Linked DNA regions of Sus scrofa: region 1 is linked to region 2. A link is a contact called in public Hi-C data. All regions are on one chromosome and are shown on one strand. The core of a region is the stretch at or near the end of the contact, and the rest is flanking DNA. Distances in the headings are between cores, read along the strand shown.

Evidence for each region. A called contact is a pair of places that touch in the nucleus more often than the background predicts.
Region 1: a contact with region 2 is called in a Hi-C map of liver, with 5 times the contacts expected there. The contact joins the promoter of LOC100621115 here to the promoter of REST in region 2. A contact is called at or near these places in 2 of 47 Hi-C or Micro-C datasets (heart right ventricle and liver) and 1 of 2 datasets of contacts at active chromatin or transcription factors (alveolar macrophages).

What each region holds. Positions count from the first base shown.
Region 1 is chr8:56,230,512-56,237,427 of Sscrofa11.1, reverse strand. LOC100621115 (nitric oxide-associated protein 1-like) reads left to right here and starts at 5,246. Exons shown (of 7, transcript XR_002346682.1): 1 at 5,246-6,881. It overlaps POLR2B (DNA-directed RNA polymerase II subunit RPB2), which reads right to left and starts at 4,698. Exons shown (of 25, transcript XM_003129037.5): 1 at 4,543-4,698. The coding sequence starts at 4,561. It also overlaps the pseudogene LOC100620901.
Region 2 is chr8:56,030,941-56,038,453 of Sscrofa11.1, reverse strand. It overlaps REST (RE1-silencing transcription factor), which reads right to left and starts at 3,272. Exons shown (of 4, transcript XM_003129021.4): 1 at 2,966-3,272. It overlaps LOC110261959, which reads right to left. Exons shown (of 3, transcript XM_021100538.1): 3 at 2,962-3,370. The coding sequence ends at 2,962.

The sequences.
Region 1 (6,916 bases), core at 3,997-6,496, 200 kb before region 2:
TGCTCTGTCCAAATTCCTGACCCATTTAATCCATGAACACAATAAATAATTTTTAAGCAGCCATATTTTGGGGTAGTTATGCAGCAGGAATTTACACAAGGCATTTGAAAAAAAATCAGTGTGCACTGGTCCTAATGTTAGTCTCATCTTCTTACATAAAAGAATAAGTGTTCATATTTTTTATGGCCAAGACCACTGTGTGTGGAAGTTTTTGGGCCAGGGATCAAACCCAAGCCACAGCTGTAACCAGAGCCACAGCAGTGACAATGTTGTATCCTTAATACACTAAGCCACAAGGGAACTCCAGGCATATTTTTGTTTTCTTATCCTGACATATGTATGTGTGTTTGTAAAACTTTAGATCTCTGATTCAAAATTTGATACATATTCAAAACAAATTATATATACATACTTCCTGAATGGTCTGGAATTACTGATTCCTATACATGGGATGGGAGGATAAAAAAGACAAAGGTATCCAACACGGCTTAGTGACTTCTGGGCTTGATGGCACACAAGATGCTATAACCACAGCCATCCACACAGGAGAAGCTAGTAAGGTTAGAAAAGGAGAAGTAATGCTGAAGGCAGTTTTAGCTAGACTTGTACATCATGTATCCCCTTTAAATATATGCAGTAGGCAACTGAAAATCAATACAAAATGCAAATTAAGAGTCTAAATTACTATGAGTCCAGAGAACGTGCCTGCGAGGCCCTGGTGTTCGTTGCCATCTCCGTCTCTTCAGATGCACCAACAGAATTTTCGACCCCCGACTCCTCCTTACCCTGGCCAGGGTGTAGGAGGCTGGGGGAGTGGGAGCAGCTTCCGAGGTACCCCGGGTGGAGGTGGACCGCGGCCGCCGTCCCCGCCGGACGGGTACGGGCCCAGGTCTAGGCCCTACGGGAGCGGCTACTCTCTGCGACACGGGGGGCAGCTTCCCTGGGGGCCGGTTCGGGTCGCCGTCCCCTGGAGGCTACCCTGGCAATTACTCCAGGTCCCCCCTCGGGGTCCCAGAAGCAATTCGGCTACTCCCCAGGGCCACAGCAGACCCATCCCCAGGTAACACTATCCAGCATTTGCCGAGCTCTTACTGTATGGCAGCCATGGTACTAAGAATCCCTTTACGTGGATTACTCTGGATCCTCTATGAGGGTTCTCCAAGGACATCTACGCCATTTGGATCAGGGCGTGGTAGAGAAAAGAGAATGTCTAATGAGTTGGAAAGGTATTTCAAGCCTTCAATGCTTGAAGACCCTTCGGCTGGCCTAGAACCAGTGTCTGTAGTGGATATAAGCCAACAATACAGCAGTACTCAAACATTCACAGGCAAAAAAGGAAAATACTTTTGTTAACATTTCTGAAATTCAGCTGGAAGCTTCATGTGTCAGGAACATCTTGGACAAAACTTTTGCTTGTAATTAAGTTGAACCCTAACTTGGTGACTTTGAGTAATTAGATGTGTCTTCTTTCATCATATCAAGTATTTTTGGTATTAAAGAAGACGTATGGTAGGATAATTTGCAATATTTAGCCCTCTGGAAGTGCCTACCACATTTTAGAAGATTGACAGTTTCCAAATACTTAACATTCTTGGTTATATAATGGACATTTGTCTTTTAATGTTTTTCCAATGTTTTAAAATAAAACATTTTGTCTTTTTAGCTAATTGCGCTTTTGGCATATGCTAAAGAATTATTAAAGTAATGCTTTGTAATCATGTGGTTAGAATTTGTAAGTATATATTTTGCATACTACTTTTGAAAATAAAATAGACCATCCTTTGTGCTGTAGACAGTTCTTTATTTGTTCATAAGGAACGGGGGTAAAGAAAGAATAAAGGAAATTTCTATCCATATTAAAAAAAATTAAAAATAAATAAACAAGTTACTATGAGTCCAGAACCATTAACCAGTGGTTGAGAGAATGTAGAGTTTACAAGAAGGCAGGCTGAAGGCAGGCTGTTAAGAAACACCCCTTTAGGGAGTTCCCGTTGTGGCTCAGTGGTTAACAATCCAACTAGGAACCATGAGGTTTTGGGTTCGATCCCTGGCCTTGCTCAATGGGTTGAGGATCCGGCATTGCCATGGTGTAGGTTTCAGACATGGATCAGATCCCGTGTTACTGTGGCTGTGGTGTAGGTCGGCAGCTACAGCTCCAATTCAAGCCCTAGCCTGGGAATCTCCATATGCCTTGGGAGCAGCCCAAGAATGGCAAAAAGAAAAAAAAAAAAAAAAAAAAAAAAAAAAAAAACAGCAAAAAAACCCCAAAACCCTTTAGAGTCATGTGAAGGAAAGGGAATCTGTGAGGGAGACATTTGGTCATTCGTCCACTCATCAGACACTCATTGACTATGACTGTTTCCTATGTCCCAGGCATTGGAGGCATCACCTTCAACAAGACAAAGCATGGCTGTGTCCCCAAAAACTGTCACTTACTAGGGAGGTAAAGACAACATAAAGTCAATTAAGAGGAAGAACAAAGTAATATGGGCAGTCCCAAACAGGACCTAAGGAGGTTAGGAGAGACCTCACGTGTGACTAAACAGGAGTAAACCAGGCAGAAGGAGAGAGTGGGTGTGGGACGGGAGGAGAAAGAAGTACTCCAAACAGAAAAGACGTGCACACAAAACTCCACAGTGAAAGACATTCAAGGAATAAAAGGCCAATGTAGCCAAAGCACAAAATCTGGCATTAGAGAGTAATAAAAGTGTTTAAGATGCTGGCTATGTACTGATATGAAAATCCTCTAGCATATATATCAAAATTTTATAAGTGCAGGGACTTTTTGTTGTGGCTCATCAGGTTAAGGACCTGACACTGTGTTGTCACTGCTGTGGCAGAGGTCTGATCCCTGGCATAGGAACTTCTGCATGTCACACGTGCAGTCAAAAAAAAGCGCAGAAAATTGTGAATGTTACTTTTTAATTGTAAAAAGGGAAGAAGAGAATCCCTTCTCTATTTGCCTGCAAATGCATAAAGCATCTAGAGACAAAAATCTAAACAAACCAGTTAGCTACTGTGAGGAAAGCTTACAAGGGACAGACACTGGACAAGAATAAGACCTTAATTAACATTTTTGAGAAATGAGAACATATTACCTACTCAAAAAATTAAGCTAATGGAGTCCCCTGGTGGCCCAGGGTATTAAGAATCCTATGTTGTCACTGAAGTGGCTCTAGTTACTGCTGTGGCACAGGTTAGATCCCTGGCCCAGGAACTTGCACATGCCTTGGGCTGGCCAGGAAAAAAAAAAAAATTTAGCTAAAAACACTTTTCTGAGGAGTTCCCATCATGGCTCAATGGGTTAAGAACCCAACAGAGCAGCTGTGAGTTCAATGCCTGGCCATCGAGGATCCAGCACTGCCAGAAGCTGTGGCATAGGTTGCAAATGCAGCTAGGATCTGGCATTGTTGTGCTGTAGGCCAGCAGCTGCAACTCAATTCAACCCCAGCCCAGGGAACTTCCATATGCCACAGCTTCGGTCCTAAAAAGAAAAAGGTATATATTTTTCGGAATTTTTTTTCTGAGATAGCAGTTAAGAAAAAAGAATACAATGATGCTAATAAATTTCTAAATGCAGAATAAAAATGAAACAGAAGCTTAAACGGTAGAGTTTAATTTTTTGCTTCAACTTTCTCTGAGGGAATAAGGAGAAATATGAGGAGTGTCAACGAGATTGGGAGCTAGAAGAAAATGAAGTTTGAAACAATAGCTGTGGAGAATGGAAGAGGAAGCATTAGAGGAGTTCCCACCGTAGCCTAACGAATTGGAGGCGTCTTGGGAGCACTGGAACACAGGTTGGATCCCCAGTCCAGCACAGTGAATTAAAGATCCAATGTTTCCACAGGCGTGGCTTAGTTCGTTAGCTGCAGCTTGGATCTGAGCCCTGGCCTGGGTACTCCAAATGCCGTGGGGCCGCCAAAAAAGAGAGAAAAAAATACATATATGTACATACACACATACATATAACGAAAAAGCGGTACACACTAAAGATGCTATATGTAAAAAGAAAATGAGTATATATTAGCCCTGTTGAGTAAAAAAGTCATCTCTCAAGATAATTTACTTAAGCGGAAAGCAGAGTGAAGGACGCCAAACAAGCCCAATCCCCCCTCCCACCCTGTATTCTCTGCACCGGCTGTATTTGCAGAGCCTAGCACATCGCCCAGCACAAGCTGACGTTCAAACATTCGACTATTCAATAAATCCACTATCTCTGACGTTAAGGGAAGTCGAGGAGCCCTTTGCTTCAGATGAACCCCAAACACCGGTACTGGTCGCAGAAGCCGCCTGCTATTTCAATACGGACGGATGGGGGTGTCACTTTTCCAGAAGCAGCCAGTGGAGACAACAAACGTTATAAATGCTGCGCTCCCCGCCGGTCCACCCTCCTAGTTCGTCCCCGGCCCGGGGATGGAGGGGAAAACGCCTGGGGACCCCGCGCGGCGGGCGGGGAAGAAGGCCTCAAACCCTCGACTCGCCCGGCTCCCACGTTTCCCCCCTCCGACGGTTCGCCGCGCAGTGTTCTAAAGGGTCACCTACCCTCGTCCGCGTCATACATGTTGGCACACGACCCCGGAGCTCCCAATCCTCGAAGTGAAACGCAGGACACCGCCAGCAGCCACCGCCAGCAGGCTCCCCCCGGCCGCAGCGCCAGGCAAAGTGATTTCCGTTTCCGGCGCTCCCAGAATATCCTGCGGCTCCCGCGAAACCCCGCCCACAAAGAAGCCGCCGTAAGGTTTGCGCCTGCGCGAAAGTAGGCTAAGGCCTGCGAAAGGTTAGTGCTACACATGCGCAGTTTGGGGGTTGACTCTTCTGTGGCTGCCCCGCGGGGCCGCGTCACAGCTACCGAATGAAGTCTTGTTTTGCAATGTTGTTGCACAAATAGTAGCCCCTGGAGACAATAAGATTTGTTAATAAAAGGATGTAGTTGTGCTTTATTTTTTCAGTTGCAAAAACTTTAAAAAAAGTTTTGAAAAATGACTACTCTGTACATCAACTATACCTCAGCTTTGTTAAAGTTTAAAAAGTGCGATTTCTGGAGTTCCCGTCGTGGCTCAGTGGTTAACGAATCTGACTAGGAACCATGAGGTTGCAGGTTCGATCCCTGGCCTCGCTCATTGGGTTAAGGATCCAGCATTGTCGTGAGCTGTGGTGTAGGTCCCAGACGCGGCTCGGATCTGGCGTTGCTGTGGCCCTGGCGTAGGCCGGCAGCTACAGCTCCGATTCAACCCCTAGCCTGGGAACCTAATGGTAAAAAGACCAAAAAAAAAAAAAAAAAAAAGTGCGATTTCTGAGCTGCAGGCAGCAGCCGAAGCCCGACCAAAGCCTCACTCGCTGGCTGACCTAGCCAACCCCGCCGAGCCCGGACCTCCCGTGCCTTTAGCTCCGCCTTAGGTGGGTTCTCGGGCCTCAGCGGCTTCATCGCGAGATCTCACGAGATGCGATCGGGAGGAGGAGCCGAAGGGCGACGCTGACCAATGACAGCTCTCTGGTCGTCCCAGGCTTTTTCCGGTTTACCAAGCAGCTGGGGCCGCAGTGCGCGTGCAAACCCGTGGCCTGCGCTTGGCCCGCGCCCACGTGCCCATGCCGCCCGCGCGCCTCGCTCCTAGGCTGCTGTGCGGCCTCCTGCGAGGTGGCTCTCCCACGGCCAGGCGCCTTGGTCTCCGGGACGCGCTCCTGGCAAACCGGTGGCCCGCCCCTGGCCCGCGCCCGCGTTTCCATGCTGCCCACGCGCCTCGCTCCTAGGCTGCTGTGCGGCTTCCTGCAGGGAGCCTCTCCCACGGCCGCGCGCCTTGGTCTCCAGGACGCGCTCCTGGAGAGGAGATGTGCGGCCAGCCTTTCATCCCAGCGCCCGTGGGCCCTGGGCCGGGGGCGTTCTCGGTACCGGACTGCGACTGGGGGCAGCGAAGGAAGGGCCGACCTAGAGGAGAGTTTTCTGTTCCCCGAGTACATCCCGGAGCCGGAGCCCGCACCGACCCTCCAAGACCAGCTACGAGAGGTGCAGCAGCGGCAAGAAGAGAACGAACGACAGATGCAGCAGCGGCGGGAGGAGCGGCGCCAGCAGAAGCTCCGGGCCGCTCGGCGGGTGCAGCGGGCGCAGCCGGTCGTGGGGCACCCGGACCCGACGGTGGCACCCAGCGGCCTGAACTGTTCGGGATGCGGGGCGGAGCTGCACTGCCAGGACCCCGGCGTGCCCGGCTACCTGCCCAGCGAGAAGTTCCTCCGCGCGGCGGCGCAGGCGGACGGCGGGCTGGCGAGGACGGTGTGCCAGCGCTGCTGGTTGCTGGTGCACCACCGGCGCGCCCTACGCCTGCAGGTGAGTCCCGAGAAGTACCTGGAGCTCGTGAGCGCCGCGCTGCGGCGGCCCGAGCCCGCCCTGGTGTTATACATGGTGGACCTGCTGGATCTGCCCGACGCCCTGCTGCGCCACCTGCCCGCGCTCGTGGGCCCCAAGCAGCTGATCGTGCTGGGGAACAAGGTGGACCTGCTGCCCCAGGACGCCCCCGGATACCGGCAGCGCATCCGGGAGCGACTGTGGGACGACTGTGCCCGCGTCGGGCTCCTGCCGCCCCCTGGCTCCCGGAGGTCCCAACACCCCGGCCGGAAGCAGCCGCGGGACCAGGCGGAGAAGGCGAACCACTCGGCCAAGTCCCGCGCGGTGCTTAGGGACGTGCGGCTCATCAGCGCCAAGACTGGCTACGGAGTCGAAGAGTTGATCTCCGCGCTCCAGCGCTCCTGGCGCTACCGCGGCGACGTCTACCTGGTTGGCGCCACCAACGCTGGCAAGTCCACCCTCTTCAACACGCTCCTGGAGTCCGATTACTGCATCGCCAAGGGCGCTGAGGCTATCGACAGGGCCACCATCTCCGCTTGGCCTGGTGAGACTTAGGGCGCCGCCCACCCCCTTGGTTTT
Region 2 (7,513 bases), core at 2,023-4,522:
TACATTCTTTTTCTTATCCTCCATCAAAAGTGACTACAGTTCCCTGTGCTATACGGCAGGATAAAAATTTTTTTCTCTTTTTTCTTTTCTTTCTTCCTTTCCTTTCTTTCCTTCCTTCCCTCCCCTCCCTTCCCTTCCTCCCAAACCTGAGCCACAGCAGTGACAATGTTGGATGCTTAAATGCTAGGCCACCAGGGAACTCCAAAACACTGAATTTTCAATATGAGATAAAAAGGTATTTCCTAAAACCAAACATGCTGGCATAGGTGCAATCATCGCCTCAGGAATTTCTTTTCCCTTTTTTGGTGGGGAGAGAGGGCTATGCCCAAGGCACATGGAAGTTTCCAGGCCAGGGATCAATCCCATGCCACACAGCAGGGACTCCAGCTACTGCAATGACAACGCCAAACCCTTAACCCACTCTGCCACAAAAGAACTCCCGAATTTCCCTTTTTTAGAACAACAAAAATCAGGAGTTCCTGCTGCGAAACAGCAGAAACAAATCTGACTAGTATCCATGAGGATGTGGTTTCTATGCCTGGCCTCACTCAGTGGGCATGGGATCTGGCGATGCTGTGGGCTGTGGTGCAGGTCACAGATTCCGCTTGGATTCCCCCGACCCCAAGCCTGGGAACTTCCATATGCTGCGAGTGCGACCCTTATTTCAGAAAAAAAAAAAAAAAAAAAAAAAAAAGGCAACCCCCTCCCCCACAAAGCAAAACAAAACCCCCTGGTCTTTAGGGTGGATTCATTTATCTTGCAATGGTAGGCAACCTTAAATGCAGACGTCAATCTATGTGAGTCTGTATCAAGCAACTAAAGTTTTTCTTCACTTTTTACTCTTCTGGGGAGCACTTCCAGCACCACAAATGGCACTATGGGTCCATGGCGTTAGTCGAGGTTTTCGGTATTGCACCAACCAGGATGAAAAAAGCAACAACTGTAAGAGGTTAAATTTTACTGCCACAGAATTTACCACAGAGACTGCTCACATGGAAATGAGGCGATTCACCTGGGGTTTCAAGCAGGTACTTCCAACACCTGAGTTAACCAAAATCTTAACAGGAGGTGGCCATGAAGTCATTACTTTAGAACAACGTGCCCTATGGCTAATTTTATGTAGTTATGACAATACTGAATCTTTGTTTACATTTCTCTCCACAGTGAATGGCACTCGTGTATGGTCGATTACCTACCTGTGTGCACAAGTCTTGATAAATTTTATCTTTTTACTAGTTTCTATACACTTCACAGCAGTAAATGATAAGATTCTAGTATCTACATATACTTTGTAGTCATAACATGTCTTTTTCCCTTTTTGGATATTTTTAGGCTACATGTTCTGTTAATTTTTTCACAATATTGCACATCTCAAAAAAACTAACCAATATATTTGTTGAAAAAATCCACATTTAAGTGGACTTGCACAGGTCAAACCTGTATTGTTCAAGAGTTAACGATATTGTGAAAAAAGTACCACTTATTTCTTATTTATAAATGACTTGACCTGTTAAAAAATGAAAAAAAAAATAACAGACCTTTTTTTCCTGTGAAAAGAGAAGTCTGGTGTATTCAAGACTTCTTTTGAGCATTTAATTCAAAAATTAAAGAAATTTTCAACTCATATAACTGGTTAACTCATCTCCACAATCAGCAACTTCCTTGCATGTGCGTGACTCGGCCCACTTGCCTAGCGGAGCCATTACAAGGTCCCCTTGAAAACACGCTGGGCATCTTATAAACCGTCTTCACACCGTACTTTCCACTCTAATAGGCGTTATGCTCCAATTAGGTGTTTCCTTGCAAGTTAGAAAAAGCAAAACGAGTGGAAAAAAACTTAAAAAAAAAAAAGTTAAAACCCAAATCCAGACAGGAGCTGGTATCGCCCAACTGCATCAACACGCCCCGCTCGAGTTACACGTACCAACCAAAGTTAGAACCAGATGCCATCACACAAAGCAAACGCTGTCCGAGGGCTCAACCCTGCAACCCGGCTCCTGACCCCCCGCCGTTCGGGTCCTGATCCCCCATGCGCAAAGGGACCGCAACGTGGATCCGGAAGGCGGTCTGAGCGCCGCCCGGAGTCCGGCGCTGAGCCCTCGGGGCTGCGGCCCCAGCTCCGGCGTCCGCGGCCGAGCTCCCAACCCCAACAGGCATCCGGCCATTTTCTCTGAACATGTTCGACACAAAGTGGCTCTGCAAACTCGGCGCCTCGCTCCCTCCCTGCCCGGCCGGTTCCCCGCGCCCTCACGCCCCGACTCGTCCCGGCGCTGGTCCCGGGCTCCCTCCTGCACCGAGGACCGCAGATCCGCACCTCAGGGCGCCGCCGGCCACACCAAGACCCCCCGGCCCGGTCCCCCCAGCCAGAGGCCGGGCAGAGGACGCACGGTCCCTGCGCCGCACCGGCCGAGTCTTGCCTTCCGCGGGCGCCATCCGCGCGCTGGGCCCCCCGCGCCCCGGAAGTCTGCGCTCACTTCCCCGCCGCGCCCGCGGGACGCGCGCCCCAGCCTCCGGCCCCCGGCCCCGGCCGCGAGGGGGCCCCGCGCGGAGAGGCAGCCAGAGCGCAGAATTCGCTGTCCAGCCCAAGCGGCGGGCCCGCCGGGCCCCGGGCCGACTCCACCCGCCCTGCCGCTCCCCACGGCGCCTTCCGGCGACGGCGAGAGGCCGGGGAGGGAGGGGACGGCAGGGACGGCGGGCGAGGGGCGGCGGCGGGACCTGGGCAGCACGACGACGAGGGGAAGTGCCAACATCGGGGCCCCAAGCGGGGAGCCGACCTCGAGGGCCCCCGGGTCCCCGTGTAACCCGAGCCCGCTCGGCCGCCCGCCCCCGCTGCCGCCGGAGCCACAAGATCTGCAAATCAGCCCTGGACAGCGCCTCGCTCCGCGTCCTTCCGCGCCCTCCCCCTCCCGCGGCCGCCCGGCCCGCCGCCCCCACCCGCCCGGCCCTTGGCCCACGCCGCGCTTACCGGCCTTCTTGGGCGAGGAGGGGCGAAGCCCCGGCGGCGCGGCTCCTGCTCCGACTCCTTTTCTTTGTTGCCGGACTTTCGGGGGAGGGGAGGGAGGAAAAGTTGGGCCCGGGGCCGTCGAGGCCCGCCGAGCCCCGAGAGGGGGTCTGCAGAGGCCTCAGGCCTCGGGCTCCCGCCCCGCCGTCCCGGCCACCGCCCCCGCCGCCGGGGTCTGGGGCCCGGGGCCTCGGCGGCGCTCGCTCGGCTCGGGCGCCCGGAGCTCGCGGGAGCCGCACATTCCAGCACAGGAGGTTGCGCCGCGCGCCCGGCCCGCGCCGCCGCCGCCGCCGCTCCCGGGACACGCCCCCTCGCCGCCCGCGCGCGCCCGCCGGACACGCCCCCTCGCCGCCCGCGCGCGCCCCGCCCCTGGGCTAGCACGGCTGCTGTGACCGGACGGGGCCGGGCCGGGCCGGGCCGGGCCGGGGGCGCGCGCGGGGGCAGCCGCACCTATGCCCCCGCCCCTCGCTCTGGCCCTTGGGTCTAAGGAGGAGCGAGTCCACTGCCTTTCTCGGTTTCCTTCCTAAATTAACTGTGGTAAAGTTACCCCCTGCCTTGGGGTGCCTGCAAGAGAACAGCGCTATTAAAGACAAATCTACAGGCTTCGACCAGCCTCTTTAGAAGCTTGGTCACCCGCCCTTTCAAGCCTCAAGCGGTCAAAAACAAATCTCAGGCACCCTTTAGGTCTCCATCCACAGCCACCCTTAACTAAGGGAGCTTCGGAGTTCCCGTCGTGGCGCAGTGGTTAACGAATCCGACTAGGAACCATGAGGTTGTGGGTTCGGTCCCTGCCCTTGCTCAGTGGGTTAACGATCCGGCGTTGCCGTGAGCTGTGGTGTAGGTCGCAGACGCGGCTCGGATCCCGCGTTGCTGTGGCTCTGGAGTAGGCTGGTGGCTACAGCTCCAATTCGACCCCTAGCCTGGGAACCTCCATGTGCCGTGGGAGCGGCCCAAGAAATAGCAAAAAGACAAAAAAAAAACCCCAAAAACTAAGGGAGCTTCGTTTCAAGTCTATTCGTTTAAAAAGTGCCTTCCAAGTTTTAAACAGTAAGGGAGAAAAATACAGTCAGTGAGCTGTGACAAGAAAATATTTGGGGAATGTCATGGATTCAAAGCTGTGAGCATAGGAGCCCCCGTTGAAGCCCAGCAGTAAGGAATCTGACTAGTGCCCATGAGGATGCAGGTTTGATCCCTGGCCTCTCTCAGTGGGTGAAGGATGCCGTGTCGCCATGAGCTGTGCTGTAGGTCGCAGACACGGCTGTGACCCCGGGTTGCTGTGTTTTTGGCTGCGGTGTAGGCCGGCAGCTGCAGCTCTGATCCAGCCAGGAGCCTGGGAACTTCCAGTTGCTGAAGATGTGGCCCTAAAGAAAAAAAAAATTGTGAGAATGCAAACAGAAGACAAGTCCCTAGTTGTGGAGGGTAGTGGCTCATTGCTGAGCCTAAAAAGCAGGATTTCATTGCAGCAATTACCCTCAGGTTACAGAGGTATAGATGGTGGTGAGGACATGGAGGCTGCCTTCTGAACAAGTGTGGAGAGTAAGCTGCTTGCTGGTTTAATATGCTAGAGAGAGAGAGTAGTTTTATGTCCCTTTCTTTCTTTTTGCAAAAGAAATTCCTAAGCTGCATCTCACAGCAATGCCAGATCCTTAACCCACTGAGAGAGGCCAGGGATCCAACCCGCATCCCTTCATCTCACACGCTGGCCTCCAGCGTCTATGTCTGGTTCTTAACCCACTTAGCCACATCTGGGAAATCCCCTTAAAAAAAAAAGTAAAATCTTATTTGAGGTTGCATAGCTTTTTTAGATACTGTAGCCCAGGGAAAACTTCTGGCCTCAGTTAAAACCTCAAAGACATAAGCTTTCTTTCCTTTTTTCATGTTCAAAAAGGCAAAAATGAAACATTTCTTTTTAATCCTACTCGATTTTTTAATGATTTTTACTTTTTCCATTATAGCTGGTTTATAGTATTCTGTCGATTTTCCACTGTACAGCATGGTGACCCAGTTACACATACATGTATACATTCTTTTTTCTCACATTATCATGCTCCATCATAAGTGACTAGATATAGTTCCCAGTGCTATAGAGCAGGATCTCATTGCTTATTAATCCTACTAGATAAATGGCCTTCATTTCCTCAGTCTGACTTGCTTACTGGAAAAGTTTTATTATGAATTTATTCCCACATACTGGGATAAAAATAAATGAATGGCAAATCAGCAGCTGCATTCCTTTAAAGTTAGCAGAGGTCTTGGTTCAAAGAGATGGCATATTCAGAGTGATCCAAATTATCATGACATAAAGGCCCTGGGTCAAATTCAAGACCAAGTTACAAATCAATAGGAAATCACCTTGGGGGGAAACTGGTGCTGTGAACTTGAATTCTTAATTGTTTTTCAGGTGGCTGTATTTTACTTTGATGCATCCAAAATTTAAGATCTTCTACAAGATAAAGACTTTGAATTTTGTGTGAGCCCTGGTTTTCTTTTAATTCATCATTTAAAAAATTTTAATTATCATATGTTCTTAATGTTTTTCTCTAGAAATTTCTTTCTTTTTTTTTTGTTTGTTTGTTTTTGCTTTTTTAGGGCTGCACCTGAGTTATATGAAAGTTCCCAGGCTAGGGGTCAAATCAGACCTGCAGCTATTGGCCTACACCACAGCTACACTGCTAGATCCTAGCCAAGTCTTTGACCTACACCACAGCTCATGGCAACGCTGGTTCCTTAACCTGCTGAGCAAGGCTAGGGATTGAACCCTCCTCCTCATGGATACTAGTACGATTCATTACTGCGGAGCCATAAGGGGAACTCCCAAGAGATTTTTCTCACAAGTTCAGTTAAATATTGTTTTTGAGCTTTTAGGTGCTTTTTGTTCCTTACCCTGCTTCATGTTTCTCTTTAGAAAAGAGCTTAATTTGGAATTCCTGTCATGGCTCAGGAGAAAGCAATCTGATTAGCATCCATGAGGACACAAGTTCCATCCCTGGCCTCGCTCAGTGGGTTAAGGATCGGGCGTTGTCATGAGCTGTGGTGTAGGTCGCAGATGAGGATCCCACGTTGCTGTGGCTGTGGTGCAGGCTGGCAGCTGTAGCTCTGATTTGACTCCTAGCCTGGGAACCTCCATAGGCCCTGAGTGAGGCCCTAAAAAGACCAAAAAAAAAAGAGCTTAATTAGACTGAATTTATGTGAATGTTACAGTGAAGCACAATAATCTACTCTCTTTTTTTTTTTTGGCTGCACCTGCCGCATGTGGAAGTTTCCAGGCCAGCAATCAAAACTGCTCCACCACAACCCAAACCACTGCAGTGGTACTGGCAACTGGCGATGCCAGATCCTTAATCCCTTCTATCACAAGGGAACTCTCACAATAACCTTCCTTAAATGCTACATTTTACTCAAAGTTCCTATTTTTAAAAAATTAAGATAGAAGAGTTCCTGCCATGGTGCAGTGGGTCAAGGATCTGGCATTGTTGCCACAGCTGTGACCTAGGTTGCAACTGTGGCTGGGATTTGATCCCTGGCCCAGCAACTTCCATATGCCACAGCTGCAGCTGAAAAAGAAAAATATCTTAATGTTATCAGGTTTAATGTCCACTCTCAATGTTACCAGCTGAAGAAATGGCTTTGGTCTGTCAAGAACTTCCATGTGGGGCCTTTCTCCCATTTTCCCCACATGTCCAGTGGTGCCTGTCACTGCCTGCGCCTACAAGAATCTCTTCCTGATGTAACTGATCCCTGAGGGACTGAACTCTGGCTTCGAAATTTTTGTTCTCTGAGTCAGCACCATTTCTGTTTCTCATTTAGTTCACAGTGAATTTGTGACATTGCTTAGAATATGTTTTATGGAGTTCCCATTGTGGCGAAGTGGTTAACAAATCCGACCAGGAACCATGAGGTTGCGGGTTCGATCCCTGGCCTTGCTCAGTGGGTAAAGGATCCGGTGTTGCCATGAGCTGTGGTGTAGGTTGCAGACACGGCTCGGATCCCGCGTTGCTGTGGCTGTGGCGTCGGCCGGTGGCTGCAGTTCCGATTCGACCCCTAGCCTGGGAACCTCCATATGCCACAGGAGCGGCCCCAGAAATGGCAAAAAGACAAAAAGACGGAGTTCCCGTCGTGGCGCAGTGGTTAACGAATCCGACTAGGAACCATGAGGTTGCGGGTTCGGTCCCTGCCCTTGCTCAGTGGGTTAAGGATCCGGCGTTGCCGTGAGCTGTGGTGTAGGTTGCAGACGCGGCTCGGATCCCGCGTTGCTGTGGCTCTGGCGTAGGCCGGTGGCTACAGCTCCGATGATTCAACCCCTAGCCTGGGAACCTCCATATGCCGCGGGAGCGGCCCAAGAAATAGCAACAACAACAACAACAACAAAAAAGACAAAGAGACAAAAAAAAAAAAAAAAAAGAACAGGCTTTGTGCTCTCTGCAAGTGAAGGTGACAAAGTGACCGAGTGGACACTGCGCTGGCCAGATGGGCATTGCTGTGGCTGTGGCATAGGCCATCAGCTACAGCTCT